Linked DNA regions of Mus musculus: all the other regions are linked to region 2. The links are chromatin contacts, called in public HiChIP or PLAC-seq, Micro-C and promoter capture Hi-C maps. All regions are on one chromosome and are shown on one strand. Each heading gives the region's core, a stretch centred on a gene start, on an enhancer-like site or on the middle of the called end of the contact. The rest is flanking DNA. Distances are from core to core; before and after follow the strand shown. Region 1 holds the start of Yars (tyrosyl-tRNA synthetase). Region 2 holds the start of Marcksl1 (MARCKS-like 1). Region 3 holds the start of Spocd1 (SPOC domain-containing protein 1). Region 4 overlaps C77080 (expressed sequence C77080). Region 5 holds the start of Ptp4a2 (protein tyrosine phosphatase 4a2).

Region 1 (2,700 bases), core at 152-2,651, 320 kb after region 2:
AATATTCTAGAACTTTAACCTTGTGGGTATACAAGAACTGACTAAAATGTACCCTTCGAAGAGGTGAATGAATGTTCTTAGTGACAGGGTCTCTGTATAGAGCTCTACCTAGCCAGGAACTCATTATGTAAACAAGGCTGGCCTCCAAATTGCAGCCACCCCCCTGTCTCTGACTCTCAGGTATTAAGATTACAGGTAGCATGTACCACCACACCCAGGATAGGTAAATTTAAAAAAAAAAATAGCTTGGTGGTGCAACCGCCCTTAGCGTAATTCTAGTCCAGTCTTTATCTGGCTTGTAAAACAAAGTTTACAAGCCCCTCATGACTTGGCTCCTACCTGTCTCTCCTTAGAGAACATGTCAAAGGACAGCAATAGGTTCTGTGGAGGAACATCAGAGGCACGGGCAGGCAGGGATGGAAACGGTTCTGTTGGCAGGGAGTTGTGGTGGCCGAGCAGTACTGTGCTTGCTTTATTCCATTTAAATCAGTGTCCTTGGACAAAGGGTGTGTGAGGGCACTGAAGGCTGAGTCCAGGGCCTTACTCATGCTTTACCACGGAGCTGAGCCTAGCCTTCTCCCTGTTCTACAATATTCTTGCTTCCCCTTGGGTCTTCCCTGTCTGAAATGCAGTTCTCAGCGCCCGCGTGTACACAACACACACACACACACACACACACACACACACGCCAGAAGAGGACGTCAGATCCCCTGATACAGGCCGTACCGAATAACCTGACATGGGTGCTGGGAACTGAAAACGGGTCTTCTGTAAGAGCAGTACTTTCTTTCCATTTCAGAGCCATCTCTTCGGCCAGCTCGCCCCTTATTTCTTTTCAGAACTTCAGTCATAGGAACTTTCAGTACGTGTTTTATTTGGGTTATAGGTCCTTTTAAATTTCCGGTTCTCTCCGCCAGAGTCCTGGAAAGACATGGCCCTGACTCCCTAGAGCCTAGCAGTGCTCCCGGCATGGAATAGGATGGGTGGAATGAGGTTCCCAGCCCCAGGAATGGCTGGAGCACAAGCTACGTGCACACAAAGGGTGAGCCCACTGGAGTTTCTCTTGCACCCTGAGAATGGCTGCTTGACTGATCAACTAGCAGAGAGGGCCGTAGAGCCGCCCAGGCGCGGAGACCGCGGCCCCACTCGTTTAGGGATTGGCATCGGGAATCATGGGACTTCAAATTCTCGGTACCCAACGGCGCATCCCAACCCCCCACCAAGGCCTGACCTGCAGGTTCCGGGTGATAAGATGCAGCTTCTCCTCAGGGCTTGGAGCATCACCCATGGCTCCGCTGTCTCTGTTTCCCGCGCTCAGCCGGCACCCGCGCCCTTTCCTCGTTCGCCGTCGTCTCCGCGTGCCGGGAACTGTCACGCTAGTCCCGTCGGGTTGCATCAGCTGAGCTCGTCGCTCCGCTTGCTAGGCCTAGATTCTGTCTGTCCCCTCCTCTCCCCGAGCATCCCCGAGTCAGGAGCAGCAGAGAGTCGAAAGAATCGATGAAACAGGAAGGGGCGGAACCATCCAAAAAAAAAAAAACCAAAACAGTGTAGGTGGAGCTGGGGGGCGGGGTTAGGAAGGCCGCCCATGACGCACCCTCTCAGGGGCGGGGCGGTTTCCTGCCAATCACTGCTTGCTTGCCCTCCCCCTGGTGTTGGCCCCGCTGCCTCGGGGTGGGGGAGGTCGTGAAGGGGGCGATAAAATGGCGCAGGGGGCGGAGTGAGGTGCTGCCGCTCGCCCAGGCTTTTGGCCCGGCTTCCGGAGGTGAAGAGCGGGCGGGACGTAAGGGTCGGCGCCCGTCGTCTAGGCGAGGGGTCGGGGGGGAGGGGGCGGGCCGCCTGTTGCTTCTCCACAGGGCCGCGTTCTTCGTCTTGCCCCCGTGAGGAGTAGGGAAGCTCGTCTCGCTGAGGGAAGGGCTGCTTCTCGCGCCAGAGGTGATGGCGGGCGGGGAGGTTGTCCCTGCCCCCCACCTCCACATCCGTGGGCGAGTGACGCCCCTCATCCCGCTGAGGAAAAGGGAGCTGTCAGGTCCTCGGGCCGCCGGCCCTGCCAGTGGGGGCGGGGGGGGGGGTCTTCCTCTCCCGGTGCCTGCCTTCCCCGCGGGAGGCTGTTGCTAGGGAGAGCGGGGATGGCGGGCTTCCCGCGGGGCGTCGTGGCGGGAGAGGGCGACCCACTCCGGGCGACCGCGGGCCGCAGCCTGCCGAGATGTGGCAGTCAGCGTCTGTCCCCTGAGGTCGGGTGCCCTGGCGGAGCCCGCGGGGGGACCTGGGTCGCCCCTGGGGGGAGGGGCGCGGAGGGAACACGCGCTCCTCCCGCTATCCGCGGGGAGGCGAGGACTCGCTCTCCCGAGTGGGAGGAGGAGGGAAGTGCAGAGGCCCTGGGCGCGGCGGGCGGGCGGGTAGTGTTCCCGACGGGGAGGCCCGCGGGCATCCTCGCAAGGTATCCCTGGGCCACCGTTGCTGGGTTTCATCCAGGGCCGCAGGGAATGCTGCAGACACCTAAGGTGAGCCCTTCTTCAGAGGGCCACCAAATGAGGACGGAGTTCACCGGCTGCCCTCATTTTTTGTTTTTTGTCCTCCCCCCCCCACCCCCCCGTGGTTGTTAAGAGCCCCAGGCTTTAATAGACTATTCTTGTAAAAGAAACCTGTTGCTTCAGTTTAGAAAAATCTGCTGCCTGGGCCTGTGTGGGAATTCTTGGCTCC
Region 2 (2,700 bases), core at 143-2,642:
CACCCCCACCCTCCTTCCGATTTCTCTTGAAGGACAGGCCACTCAATTTGAAAGGCTTCTTGAAAGAGAATTTCTTCTTCTTCTTGGGGGTCTCCTTGGGGGCGACCTCCCCCTTGGCCTCAGCTTCCTGGCTAGGGGGCGCTGGCTCGATGGCATCACCAGTAGCCCCAGCTGCCTCATCTGTTCCGTTCACGGGTGGTGACTCCCCTTCACCCTTGGGGGTTAAGTCTCCATTGCTTCTCACGTGGCCATTCTCCTGCGGGGCAGAGGGGACAGCAGTGAGGGCCCGGGCCCTTCTTCCCCTCCCCCAGCCCGCTTCTGGCCCCTCGCAGGCCACCGCCGACATCCAAAGGCAACCAAGTCTGGCTTTGGCCTCACTCCCATCCAACATCACCCTCACCCCTCACAGGCGCGCAGGGACGAGCGCAGCCAGCAGGAGGCGCTGGGGTTCGGGCCCCCACCCCCCTCCCGCGGGGCGCGCTCTCTATTTTCCGCGCGGAACCTCACCGGGCCTGGATCCTTCGCCGGCGGGCCAGCCTTGCCCAGCACTACTGGGCGGGAAGCAGCCCTGGGGCGCTGCCTCCCCGCACCTGGACGGCCTATTTTCCCAGGCTTGCGCTTTGTGTGATCAGCCCCCACCCACCCCAGAGTCTCCCCGCATCTCTGCTCCCCACCGCTTCAAAAGCCACCGCGGGCTGCCGGGATCGGGGCTCCAGATGGGGCGCCCTGGGCGCCGAGTACCATCCCCACGGCCCTAGACGCCCCCTTGGTGCGGCCTAGCAGCGCCTTTGTTCCCGCGCGGCCTTCGGGGCGGCCTGGGGGCAGCGCCCGCGGGCCGGGCGCGAACAAAGAAGGCGACGAGCCCGGCCGGCGCCCCCTCCCGCCCCTCCCCTCGTTCGCCCGCGGGGGCTGCGGCGCCGAGAACAAAGGGACCGGGCGGGGGAGGGGGCGCCGCGTGTCCCGGGCCGGACAAAGCGCGCGGCCCCGGCCCTGGGCCCCAGAGGGGGCGAGGCCGGCGGGCTGGGGGCCGGGATCCGCCGCTCCGAGCGCACTCACCTGTCCGTTGGCCTTCGCGGGGGAAGCGCCCGCTGCCTCCTCGGCGGTCACGTCGCCCCGGGGAGCCTTAGAGCTCTGGCTGCCCATGATGGGGGTCTGCTGGGGGCGCCCGGAGCCGCCCCGCGCTGGCGCCGCAGGGGATAGTTCGGCTGGGACGGCCCGGCGGGCAGAGGGGTGGGGCTGCGTCCGAGGGGGAGGGGTACGGGGGGCAAAGCGCACTGCACCCCCGCTCCGCAGCCGACCCGCTAGCTGCGCCCACTGCTGCTGCGCTCCGCGCCAGAATGCCGCCCGCCGCCCGCCGAGCCGCCTATATGTACGCGCCCGAGGCTCGGGGCGGGGCCGGACATTTAAATGAGCACCCAATCCGGGGTGGAGGCGGGGTCGGGCCCGGGTTCCTCTCGTGCAGTGGGCAGTGCCAAGCTGTCTGGTTCCCCCATCACTTGGGACGACCAGGGGCAAGTAGGGTTCAGTGTGGAAATGAGAGAGGTTCCCGGTCGGTCCGGGAGATGGACTGGGAGGAGGCCGTCGATGAAGAAGCACTCAGTCATCCCCAGCCCACTTTCAGCCTAACTCATACTTCACAGTGGAGAGGCCCCCAGTCCCTGGTTCTACACTGGCTCCTTGAACTCTTGGAAGGGCTCACATGTCCAGACTCGTCAGACGGCTGGTGCTGAGTTACACTCTAGAAATTTGTCCAAAACTCACGCGCCCGGACACAAACACACACCCACACACACACACATACCCTGAGTTCGGCGCCCCCTCAGGCCAGAATTCAAGTCCCACCCACGTCCCTGTCAGTCTATGTGCTGTGCGGCCACCCTGGGGGGCTGACCTAACTCAGGTCAAAATGGAGATCCAACAAGTCGGTTTTCTCAGTCTGTTGGTGGCAGCTCTTACTCCTCACAACCTAAATCCATCACCAGGTCTCTGTCTCTGTCTCTCTCTGTCTCCCCACTGCCGTGTGTGTGTGTGTGCGTGTGTGTGTGTGTGTGTGTGTGTGTGTGTGTGTGTGTGTGTGTTTGTGTGTGTGTGTCTTTGACCAGAAGGCATTGCATCTTCATCCCCCTTTGTAAGCAAAGAGCCTGGGGCGCAGAGATGTTTAAGTATACCTGACTTAGGCCTGGCTTCCCTCCCCTCGAGTCTGTGACCATACACTGAGACTTCCACATATAGGTAGGTACCATAAAGCCAGGGAGGCTCAACAGACTCCAAATACCCCTTCCTGAATGTGACAGGAATCGTTTGGATTTCTTCCACAACTGTGGCACACTATTAGGGATAAACCCCCAAACCTACCCTGTTTGAAGACCTGGTCCTTCTCTGTTTCCTTCTTTGGACCAGGTAGGCCAGTTAGAATCCCAGAGTCCTTGGCTGAGCCTATATATGTTTTCCGATGTGTACAGCTACTTCCTCTTGTCCCCCAATAGGAAAGGCTTCAGGCTAGAGGAAGCCGAAGGTTGTGAAAGAAAGGCTGATGTCCTGAACAGCTCAACCAATATGTCCCTCTGTCCTAGGAGAGGCCTCCTGGGAGACCAGAAGCTGTAAGGTGCAAACAACCCCAGGGCCTGAGAAATCAGGGAACTGCACACAGATGTGACCATAGCGGGATGAGGTGGTGTCCACATTCTGTGTTTACTCCTG
Region 3 (2,700 bases), core at 58-2,557, 420 kb before region 2:
AAGGGCTCTGGGGAGCTAGCACAGGAATTGGCTGGGGCAGAAAGTCCTTGTTCCAGCTCCATCCTGGACCCTGACTGGGCCTTGTCCTCTGGCCCCACCGGGTCAGGTGGAGTGCCAGGGCTGCCAACCACAAACGCGGGCTGTACTTCCTGCTGATCTGTAGAATCCTCAGTCAGCACCTCTGGGTACAGTGCTGGACTCTGAAGAGGCTCCTGGGTGACCAGACTAAGGGGCTCGCCTCCAAAGAGCCCTGGGAATTCAAAAAGGTGATCAAGGCTGTCTGGCGCAACCCCATCCTTAGAAAAGAGCATGTTTTCAACCTCGGTTTCTACAGCACATTCCACCCAACTTCCACCTGGCTCTCCAGGCTCAGTGTCCTTAGAAGAAAGAAGCCTTGGGGGACCTGCAAAGGCCTCTGGAGAAGCACACTCGGGAGGGTCCCCATCTGGTCTTTGACCAAACCTCAGGGAAAAACCTGACTTTTCCTCCTCCTGGGGACAGATTCCACACTTCCTGCATTTCCTTCGGAAAGGGGGCAGGACTGGAGATGGGGGCGGGCCCTTTGCACTGAGCCCCTCTTTGCTGAGTGTAGGATCCTCTGGGGAAACCATTCCTTCGACAGTGGTGGCTTGTCTAAAGCTGGGGCTGCTGGCCTCTTCCATTCCTGCTGGCCCCTCTGTACAGACCAGTACTCTATCTGGGAAGTCCAGTGATGTACCACAAAGACTTCTGGAGCTTCCAGTAGCCAAGAAGTCACACAGAGAGTCCTGGAACCTAGACAATGTCCTCTGTCCACCAGCCCTGGCTAAAAACTTGTCAACAGGCCTATGTGGAAAAGAGGGAGGTCTCAGGGAAAGCCTGACTGGGTAGTCCTCCCCGGCTTGCCAACTCACCTCCTAGACATGCTCCCTCCCCCGACCCCCACTCCTCGCACTAGTCTGCAGAAGGGAAGCTATCCAGATAGGGCCACTCCTCTGAGCTTCCCAAGAGCTTTTTTACCCTTTAAGCTTTCTGCTTAAATGAAAAAGGGTAAAAGTCACTACTTATCAGTGACACTGTGAAATGAGGTATCTCGCTTCACCCTAGCTGGTTCAGAGACTGCCCAAAAGCACACAGAGAGCAGAAAAGAGGAGATTCTCCCAGAAATGCAAAAGCCAGCTCCACACGGAGCAGAAATCTCAGCCCTATCTATACCCCACTCCTATAAACAGGACTCTGAATCAAGCCAGTCCCTGAACGCACTAGGACCTCCGACCTAAAGCTCCAACCGCTTACATCTGAGCTGCTACAGCTCCTTCTCCTTCTACTCCTGGGGGGCCGGGGGGGGGGGTTGAGGGAAGAAGCACGTGATGCGGAGAAGATGGTCCTGGATCCAAGGGGTGGGAGGCAGGACCTGGTGGTGCCCAGCAACGGCTCCCTAGGGGTGCTGGCGTTCTTGTCCAGCAGGAGGCGCTCGCTCCCTGCCGAGGGCTTCTGGGAGGAGGTGCCAATCATTCTGCCTCCACGCGACCGGGCGGGGTGCGGGGTGCGTGGGCAAAGGAATCGCAGACCCCCCGGATGCCGAAAGCTGCCTAAGATTGTAAACAGAGTGGAGGAGGTGTCTGAAACCCCTGGGGATTGTTAAACTCAAATCTGATTATTTTTCCTAATTAGATATTTTAATATTGTCTGGCATACAATATATCTAGACACACATGTGCCTTCTAGTCGAATAGAACGTCAAGAAATAGAAAAGTTTAAACTTCCTCTCATTTCTCAACCCTCTACTCTGTGGAACTTTGGGGTTTTTCTTTGTGGTCGATTTTGTTTGCCTGATTTCATAGCTATGGGTGACACTCCCATGCACATATCACTTGGCTCTTAAAATTTAAAAACCAAGTGATATGGCACTTAATAATCCATTAATCTATTAATTATTTATATTTATTGTTAATAGTATAATTAGTTGTTGATTATATATATTATAATTTATGATTAATTAGTTATTGATCCCACATGTGGTGACTTTATTTACTATTCTTTCCCCCCTCCACCCAGTTTTTAGTTTTTGAATATTTTTTAATTTTTAAAAATTGAATGTATTGGGCATGGTGGCCCATACCTTTAATCCCAGCACTCGGGAGGCAGAGGCAAGCGGATTTCTGAGTTCCAGGCCAGCCTCGTCTACAAAGTGAGTTCCAGAACAGCCAGGGCTATACAAGAGAAACCCTGTCTCAAAAAAAAAACGACAAATAAATAAATAAATAAATAAATAAATAAATAAATAAATAAATAGGAGGAGGAGGGAGAAGGAAGGGAAAGAGAGAGAGACAGAGAGAGAGAGAGAGAGAGAGAGAGAGAGAGAGAGAGAGAGAGAGAGAGAGAGAGAGAAGCAAAGTAAAATGTGAAGTCTGCCCAGCACCACCCTCTGCCTTTGAATTCAGAGGCCAGCCTGGGTGTATAAGACCCTGCCCCGAATTAAATAGATACAACAAATAAAATACCAGTTGCAAGGGATTCTGGGAAGCCACTTCCACCTCACCTCTTCCCAAGAGAGCAGGAAGGCACACTGGAATGGGAGAATGGAAGCAATATTTGAAAATATCTTTCATCTAATTAATATGTCAATTGCTTTCTCTCTCTTATGAATTTTGATTTGATTTGGCCTCATGAATCTCAGACTGGCCTAGAAATCAGTAAGTAACCAATGGGAGCCTTAAT
Region 4 (2,700 bases), core at 80-2,579, 290 kb after region 2:
GGGCTCCCCCAGCGGGGGTAGCACTGCGGAGACCTCAGACACGGCCAGCATCCGAAGCAGTGGGCAGCTGTCTGGCAGGAGTGTGTCCCTGCGTAAGATGAAACGGCCTCCCCCGCCTCCCCGCCGGACCTACTCCCTCCATCAGCGCGGCTCCGCAGTGCCTGATGGGCCCTTAGGGTTGCCGCCCAAACCTGAGCGAAAGCAGCAGCCACAGCTGCCTCGGCCGCCCACTGCGGGTGGCTCTTCAGGGGTGGGGGCAGTATCTTGTCCACCCAGCTCAGCAGGCACCTGGGGCTCTGGCTTGTCCCCAGGTGGCTCCAGGCGTCCCCCACGTTCCCCAGAACGGACACTTTCACCTTCAAGTGGCTACTCGAGCCAGAGCGGTACCCCAACTCTCCCTCCCAAGGGTCTGGCAGTTGCCCCTGCTTCCCCAGGCAAGGCTCAGCCCCCCAAACCAGATCGAGTGACATCCCTTCGATCTCCTGGGGCCTCTGTATCCTCTTCCCTTACATCTCTGTGTTCCTCTTCTTCAGACCCTACTCCTTTAGACCGCTCTGGCCCACAAATGTCTACCCCCTTGAGTGACAGGTTCGTCATACCTCCTCATCCCAAGGTGCCTGCTCCTTTCTCTCCACCACCTTCCAAGTCCAAGAGCTCGAACCAAGCTGCTCCTGTTCTGGCTGCCCCTGCTGTGGCTCCTGGGCAGGTGTCCACCATCGACACCAGTCCTGCATCCCCTTCCATGCCCCAGACAACCTTGACTCCAGCCCAGGAGTCTCCTGTTGCCTCCAAAGATGAGTCACCCCCACCATCCCCACCCCCATCTTACCATCCACCCCCACCACCTACTAAGAAGCCGGAGGTGCTGGAGGAGGCCCCACCTCCTCCGGAAGCTGCTGTGGAGATCCTTCCAGATCCCAGCTGGCCGCCGCCACCACCACCTGCACCTGAGGAACAGGACCTGTCGATGGCTGACTTCCCCCCTCCTGAGGAGGTCTTCTTCAATGCAGGCCCTGAGCTTGGCCCTCTGGAGTCCTGCAGCTCTGAGGCTGCCGTCCCCCCAGCTGCTAGCTTGTCCCAGACTCCTCCGCCAGCTCCACCTCCTAGTTCTGGATCAGAACCTCTGGCCAGGCTCCCACAGAAGGACTCAGTGGGCAAGCACAGCGGGGCTCCCAGGGAGGATTCGGGCACGCCTCTGGTCACACCCTCGCTCCTGCAGATGGTCCGGCTTCGCTCTGTGGGTGCTTCCACAGGGATTCCGAACCCTTCTCCGGGTTCATCGGCCCCTCAGAAGCCTCTGCGAAGAGCCCTGTCTGGGCGCGCCAGCCCAGTGACTGCTCCCTCCTCTGGGCTCCATGCTGCCGTCCGACTCAAGGCCTCTAGCCTGGCTGCCAGTGAGAGTCCTGCGAGTGCTCTGCCCACTGGAATACCCGAGGCAGAGCCACGGTCGCCACAGTCTCCTGCCTCCAAGGCCAGCTTCATCTTCTCCAAGGGCACCAAAAAACTGCAGCTGGAGAGGCCCGTGTCCCCCGAGGCCCAGGCTGACCTCCAGCGGAATCTGGTGGCTGAACTTCGGAGCATTTCAGAGCATCGGCCACCTCCCCAGGCCCAGAAGAAGCCTTCCAAGGCTCCCCCACCAGTGGCCCGCAAACCCTCAGTGGGAGTCCCTCCTCCGTCCCCCAGTCTTCCCAGGACGGAGTCTCTTACTGCTCCATCCACCAATGGGCTCCCTCACGCTGAGGACAGGACTAACGGGGAGCTGGCGGAGAATGGAGGTGTGCAGCTGGCTGCTACAGAGAAGATGGGCTCCCCTGGTTCAGGTACTGTAGGCACTGGTGCAAAATCCGTTCTCAGAGGGCCCACCATAGGTGGGCATGCTCTTGGATCTACAAAAACTGATAGCAGTCTGAGCCTGGAGGGATAGTCGGGTCATGTGCTCTGGCAGCCGCCCGGAATAAATTTCAGTTTTGTCACATTATCTCCTATCTCACTTAGGTTTAAAATGGGGCGGAGACACCCACGATACCGGCTGTCTATAAGTGTCTAGCCTAGTGTCAGTGAAGGGACGGGATATAGGAAGGTTGGGTGAGGAGCGTTTTGGGGGTTTTGTCAGACCCCAGCTGGAAGGCCTGCTGAACCAATGTCCTTTTCTCACAGATCCACAGAAGAAACTGGTCTGACCGTCATCACTCAACTGGCCCTGCTGACCCATCCCAGGGATACAGTCTCTCAGGGACCCGAGCAGCTCCAAGGAACAGAGGATTTGGCAGACACAACCTAAGACAGGATGCCTGCGGCCTTAATCTCCACAGCCTCCATGTTTATGCAAGCCTGGTGTTGCCCATCCTCCAAGTGACCCCTCCCCTCATGCCTTTGCCTGAAAGGATTCACCTCCAGCAGCCCTTCAGCCTCGGCCTTAGCCTCCACTTGAAGAAGGTAGCTGGAGGGAGGGGGTGGCTGTGCCCCACCCCGGCCCCCAAGGCCACAGCGGTGGGAGGGGAGCAGAATACGCGTTTATTTTGTTTCATGTCTGGAATCATGTTTATTGCAATCTAGAATCAAAGCACTTTGCAAAGTGGCTGCATGTCCATCCTCCAGGGCTCACGAACCCACATTCCAAGAGCCTGTTTACACGGTGGTAGCGCCAGTGCTTGGTAGCCAGCCCCCAGCTGGGACCAGTCTGTCCACTCTGCCAGTCCA
Region 5 (2,700 bases), core at 144-2,643, 310 kb before region 2:
CATCTCAAATCCCCAACTCAGCCTACTTATATACCTATACCTTTAACACTTGGGAGAGACTTGAGGCAGGAAGATCAGAGTTCAAAGCCAACCTGTTATGAAGCATTTGAGATGATACCAAATCAAGAACCTATTTGGAACTTCTAAAAGTCCAATAAAACAAATGAAACAAAAGAACTTCTTCTGCATCCCCCATAGAAAAAGTCCATTAACAATTCTTTCCGATCATCCGATCCAAAACTAAGAGTGTCAGGATCAAAAAACGAAGCTCTGATAATGTGAGTTCTTCTATAGTCTTAGTTTCCTCTTGCACACTAACAAGGCTCAACTTCTCTCACTTCCTGTCTGAAACAGCTCAGTAACACAGAGCGGGGAAGCAAGTAAATACCATATACTAATCCAGCAATAGCGACTCCAAACTGAAACATTTGCTGAATGCCTACAATGACGCTAGATTAGTCACTTTATACTTCGTGACAAATCCAAGGGCAGAAACTAAACTATGGCACTTTATCGATATTTATGACCGTTTCTTAGGCGCTTTTCTGCAGAAGGATACGAGAGAGTCACAGATAAAAGATACCGCGGCTTACCTCATTAAATAGCCTTGACCTCAACACTGAGCATTTGCCAAAAAAAAAAAAGTTTACGCTTCCGAATACTTTACCGGCTAAAACTCAGACTCCGGGACAAGAGTCAAGCTTGGATGGTTAGCGCTGGGAAATGGGGGTGGGGAGGATGGCAAAGACATCTCTGGAAATTCATAAATTTACAATACATTTTTACGAAAAGGGGAAAGAACGCCAGAGATCAGCGTCACGGGAGACTCAGACCCTTTTCTCTTACTTGACTGCAACTCAGGGATCCCACGCTTGAGTGAATTAAGTCCCTGGACGCGAAGGGTTCCCTATCAACACAAAGACCAAGGGGCCTCCAGGATGCCTGTGCTCACGCGCCGGACAAACGCAGGCGCACCCCTGCACACCACCTAGTCCGCCACGCTCCTCCTCGTCCCCACTCGCTCTCACCACACCTTCGCCCCCACAAGGACACATGCTGCCCGCACACGCACCTTCTCCCGCATTCTTCTACGCTCTCTCGCTCTCTCGCTCGCTCACCCCACCTCGAGCCGCGCTCCCCGCCCCTGGCCCGGCCCGGCCCTCCTTCCGGGGACGTGTCTCGGGCCTGCTCTAATGGCAGCGGCGCCTCCCGCCCTCCCCTGCCCGAGGCCCGGGCGCCGCGCGGGGCCGCCCGGGAGGGGCGCACTCACGCTGGCAAGCTGGGGACTGGGCATTGAAGGCCGGCGGAGGCGGGAGCGAGGAGGCGCCTCTCTCCTCAGTCACCTCGGCGGCGGCGGCGGCGGCGGGAGCGGCGGCGGCGGCGGCGACGACTCCCCCCCAGCCTCGGCGCGCGACACCCGGCCCGGCCCGGCGGCGGCGGCGGCGGCGCGTGTCCACGAGTCCGTCTTGCTGCTGCTACTGTTGCTGCCGCGACCGCCGCTGTGTTCCCCCCCCGCTGCCGCCGCTGCCCCCGCTACCGCCGCTGCCCGCTGGCGTCGCCTCGCGCCGTGCCCGGCCGCTGCTGCCGCTCCAGCCGCTCCCGGACGAACGACGGTTACAGCCCGGCCGATCGCGCCGCCGCCACCACCGCTGCGCGCGCAGCCGGACCAGCTCCCGCCGCCGCCCCTCAGGGGGCGCTGCGGGGCGCGGCGCGCGCGGCGCAGCCACGCCCTCGGAACCGATGATTGGCTGCCGGCGGCTCGCGGCGGTTGGCCCCACCCACTCTGCCTACAGAGCTTTGACCCACTGCCCTGGGCGCCTCCCGCGCTCCGCCTCCGCGTGGCTTGCTGCGCTCGGCACTGGGGGCGACGGAAGGCGTATACATGTGACCGGCGCGGGGTGGGGGTAGCGGGGTGACGAACGTGGCTGAGGGAAGCGCCCGCCCACTCTGCGACTCGCCCATCCGCACCTGGGTCTAAGTTAGCGCCTCTGGCCACCCAGTGACCCGCAAGGTCGCGGGCGGATTCCGGATCCCGGGAGGCGCCTCGAGCCAGATCCCGCTGGGTCTGGGACTGGGACTGGGCGGCAACCGGGGCCTGAGCTCGGGGATTTCCAGCTCAGAAGTGGGGAACCGAGTACCTTATACTTGGCTGTCCTTCCTGGAGGCCTCGAACATCTCTGCGAAGTCTCTCTGCCCTGCTCCCCAGACCTCTATCGGGCAAGCAACACACAGACTCTTTAGATACGGAAATGCAGAATTAAGGAAAAAGTTTTTTCCTAGGTATTCTCAACTATTAAGCGGAATACTGTCTTCACAGCACAGATACTCTTCAATACTTAAATAAAGTATGAAGAATGGGCGTGATTAAAAAAAAAAGTCTGGCGGTGGTGGCCTATGCCTTTAAACCCAGTTCAAGGCCAGCCTGGTCTACAGAAAGAAAGCACCTCTAGAATTGGAACTGGGAATAGAACTCTGGGAAAAGCTTGCCTTGCATGTGAGGCCCTAAATTCAACTCTTGGGAGCCTCAAAAAAAAAAAAAAGTTTGAGTTGGATTTTAACAGTTTTGAAGATTATCTTAGAGATTCTCTAATGGAAGGAGGTTTTTTGTGTTGTGTTGTTTTGTTTTGTTTTTGTTTGCCTTTTGCTTTTGAAACCTGGCCAGAAGTTATAAGCCAGTTCATGCATCTTGATTTCTTGTTT

The links. Promoter capture Hi-C pulls out the DNA fragments that hold promoters and counts their contacts. A called contact is a pair of places that touch in the nucleus more often than the background predicts. HiChIP or PLAC-seq counts read pairs in DNA pulled down with a chosen protein or histone mark.
Region 1: a promoter capture Hi-C map of neural stem cells shows a contact between it and region 2. The contact joins the promoter of Yars here to the promoter of Marcksl1 in region 2. A contact is called at or near these places in 13 of 39 promoter capture datasets (the 3T3-L1 cell line, the C10 cell line, cranial neural crest and 8 more), 2 of 484 Hi-C or Micro-C datasets (both in embryonic stem cells), 3 of 115 datasets of contacts at active chromatin or transcription factors (embryonic stem cells and large pre-B cells) and 3 of 9 other capture datasets (adipose tissue, liver and pancreatic islet).
Region 3: an HNF4G HiChIP or PLAC-seq map of pancreatic cancer cells shows a contact between it and region 2. The contact joins the promoter of Spocd1 here to the promoter of Marcksl1 in region 2. A contact is called at or near these places in 2 of 39 promoter capture datasets (pre-B cells and stem cell-derived epiblast-like cells) and 2 of 115 datasets of contacts at active chromatin or transcription factors (double positive thymocytes and pancreatic cancer cells).
Region 4: a contact with region 2 is called in an H3K4me3 HiChIP or PLAC-seq map of embryonic stem cells, with 11 read pairs. The contact joins the enhancer-like site here to the promoter of Marcksl1 in region 2. A contact is called at or near these places in 13 of 39 promoter capture datasets (the 3T3-L1 cell line, 3T3-L1-derived adipocytes, the C10 cell line and 8 more), 1 of 484 Hi-C or Micro-C datasets (embryonic stem cells), 4 of 115 datasets of contacts at active chromatin or transcription factors (embryonic stem cells and pancreatic cancer cells) and 2 of 9 other capture datasets (adipose tissue and pancreatic islet).
Region 5: a contact with region 2 is called in a Micro-C map of embryonic stem cells, with 5 times the contacts expected there. The contact joins the promoter of Ptp4a2 here to the promoter of Marcksl1 in region 2. A contact is called at or near these places in 1 of 484 Hi-C or Micro-C datasets (embryonic stem cells) and 2 of 115 datasets of contacts at active chromatin or transcription factors (effector CD8 T cells and pancreatic cancer cells).

Annotation. Positions count from the first base shown.
Region 1 is chr4:129,188,604-129,191,303 of GRCm38.p6, reverse strand. It overlaps Yars (tyrosyl-tRNA synthetase), which reads right to left and starts at 1,401. Exons shown (of 13, transcript NM_134151.5): 1 at 1,232-1,401. The coding sequence starts at 1,288. It overlaps S100pbp (S100P binding protein), which reads left to right and starts at 1,725. Exons shown (of 7, transcript NM_001379590.1): 1 at 1,725-1,762.
Region 2 is chr4:129,512,273-129,514,972 of GRCm38.p6, reverse strand. It overlaps Marcksl1 (MARCKS-like 1), which reads right to left and starts at 1,392. Exons shown (of 2, transcript NM_010807.4): 1 at 1,057-1,392; 2 at 1-256. The coding sequence starts at 1,143.
Region 3 is chr4:129,927,374-129,930,073 of GRCm38.p6, reverse strand. It overlaps Spocd1 (SPOC domain-containing protein 1), which reads right to left and starts at 1,307. Exons shown (of 15, transcript XM_017320505.1): 1 at 1,276-1,307; 2 at 1-825. The coding sequence starts at 1,277.
Region 4 is chr4:129,220,935-129,223,634 of GRCm38.p6, reverse strand. C77080 (expressed sequence C77080) reads left to right here. Exons shown (of 7, transcript NM_001033189.3): 6 at 1-1,820; 7 at 2,158-2,700. The coding sequence ends at 2,180. Among named protein-coding and RNA genes, the nearest start is that of Gm12976, 17 kb to the left of the region's middle. Within about 2 kb of position 1,329, at least 41 of the 459 cell types and tissues checked have an H3K27ac peak or open chromatin away from gene starts, as enhancers often do. A contact at or near this core is called in embryonic stem cells, where this site is marked.
Region 5 is chr4:129,819,172-129,821,871 of GRCm38.p6, reverse strand. It overlaps Ptp4a2 (protein tyrosine phosphatase 4a2), which reads right to left and starts at 1,393. Exons shown (of 6, transcript NM_008974.4): 1 at 1,271-1,393.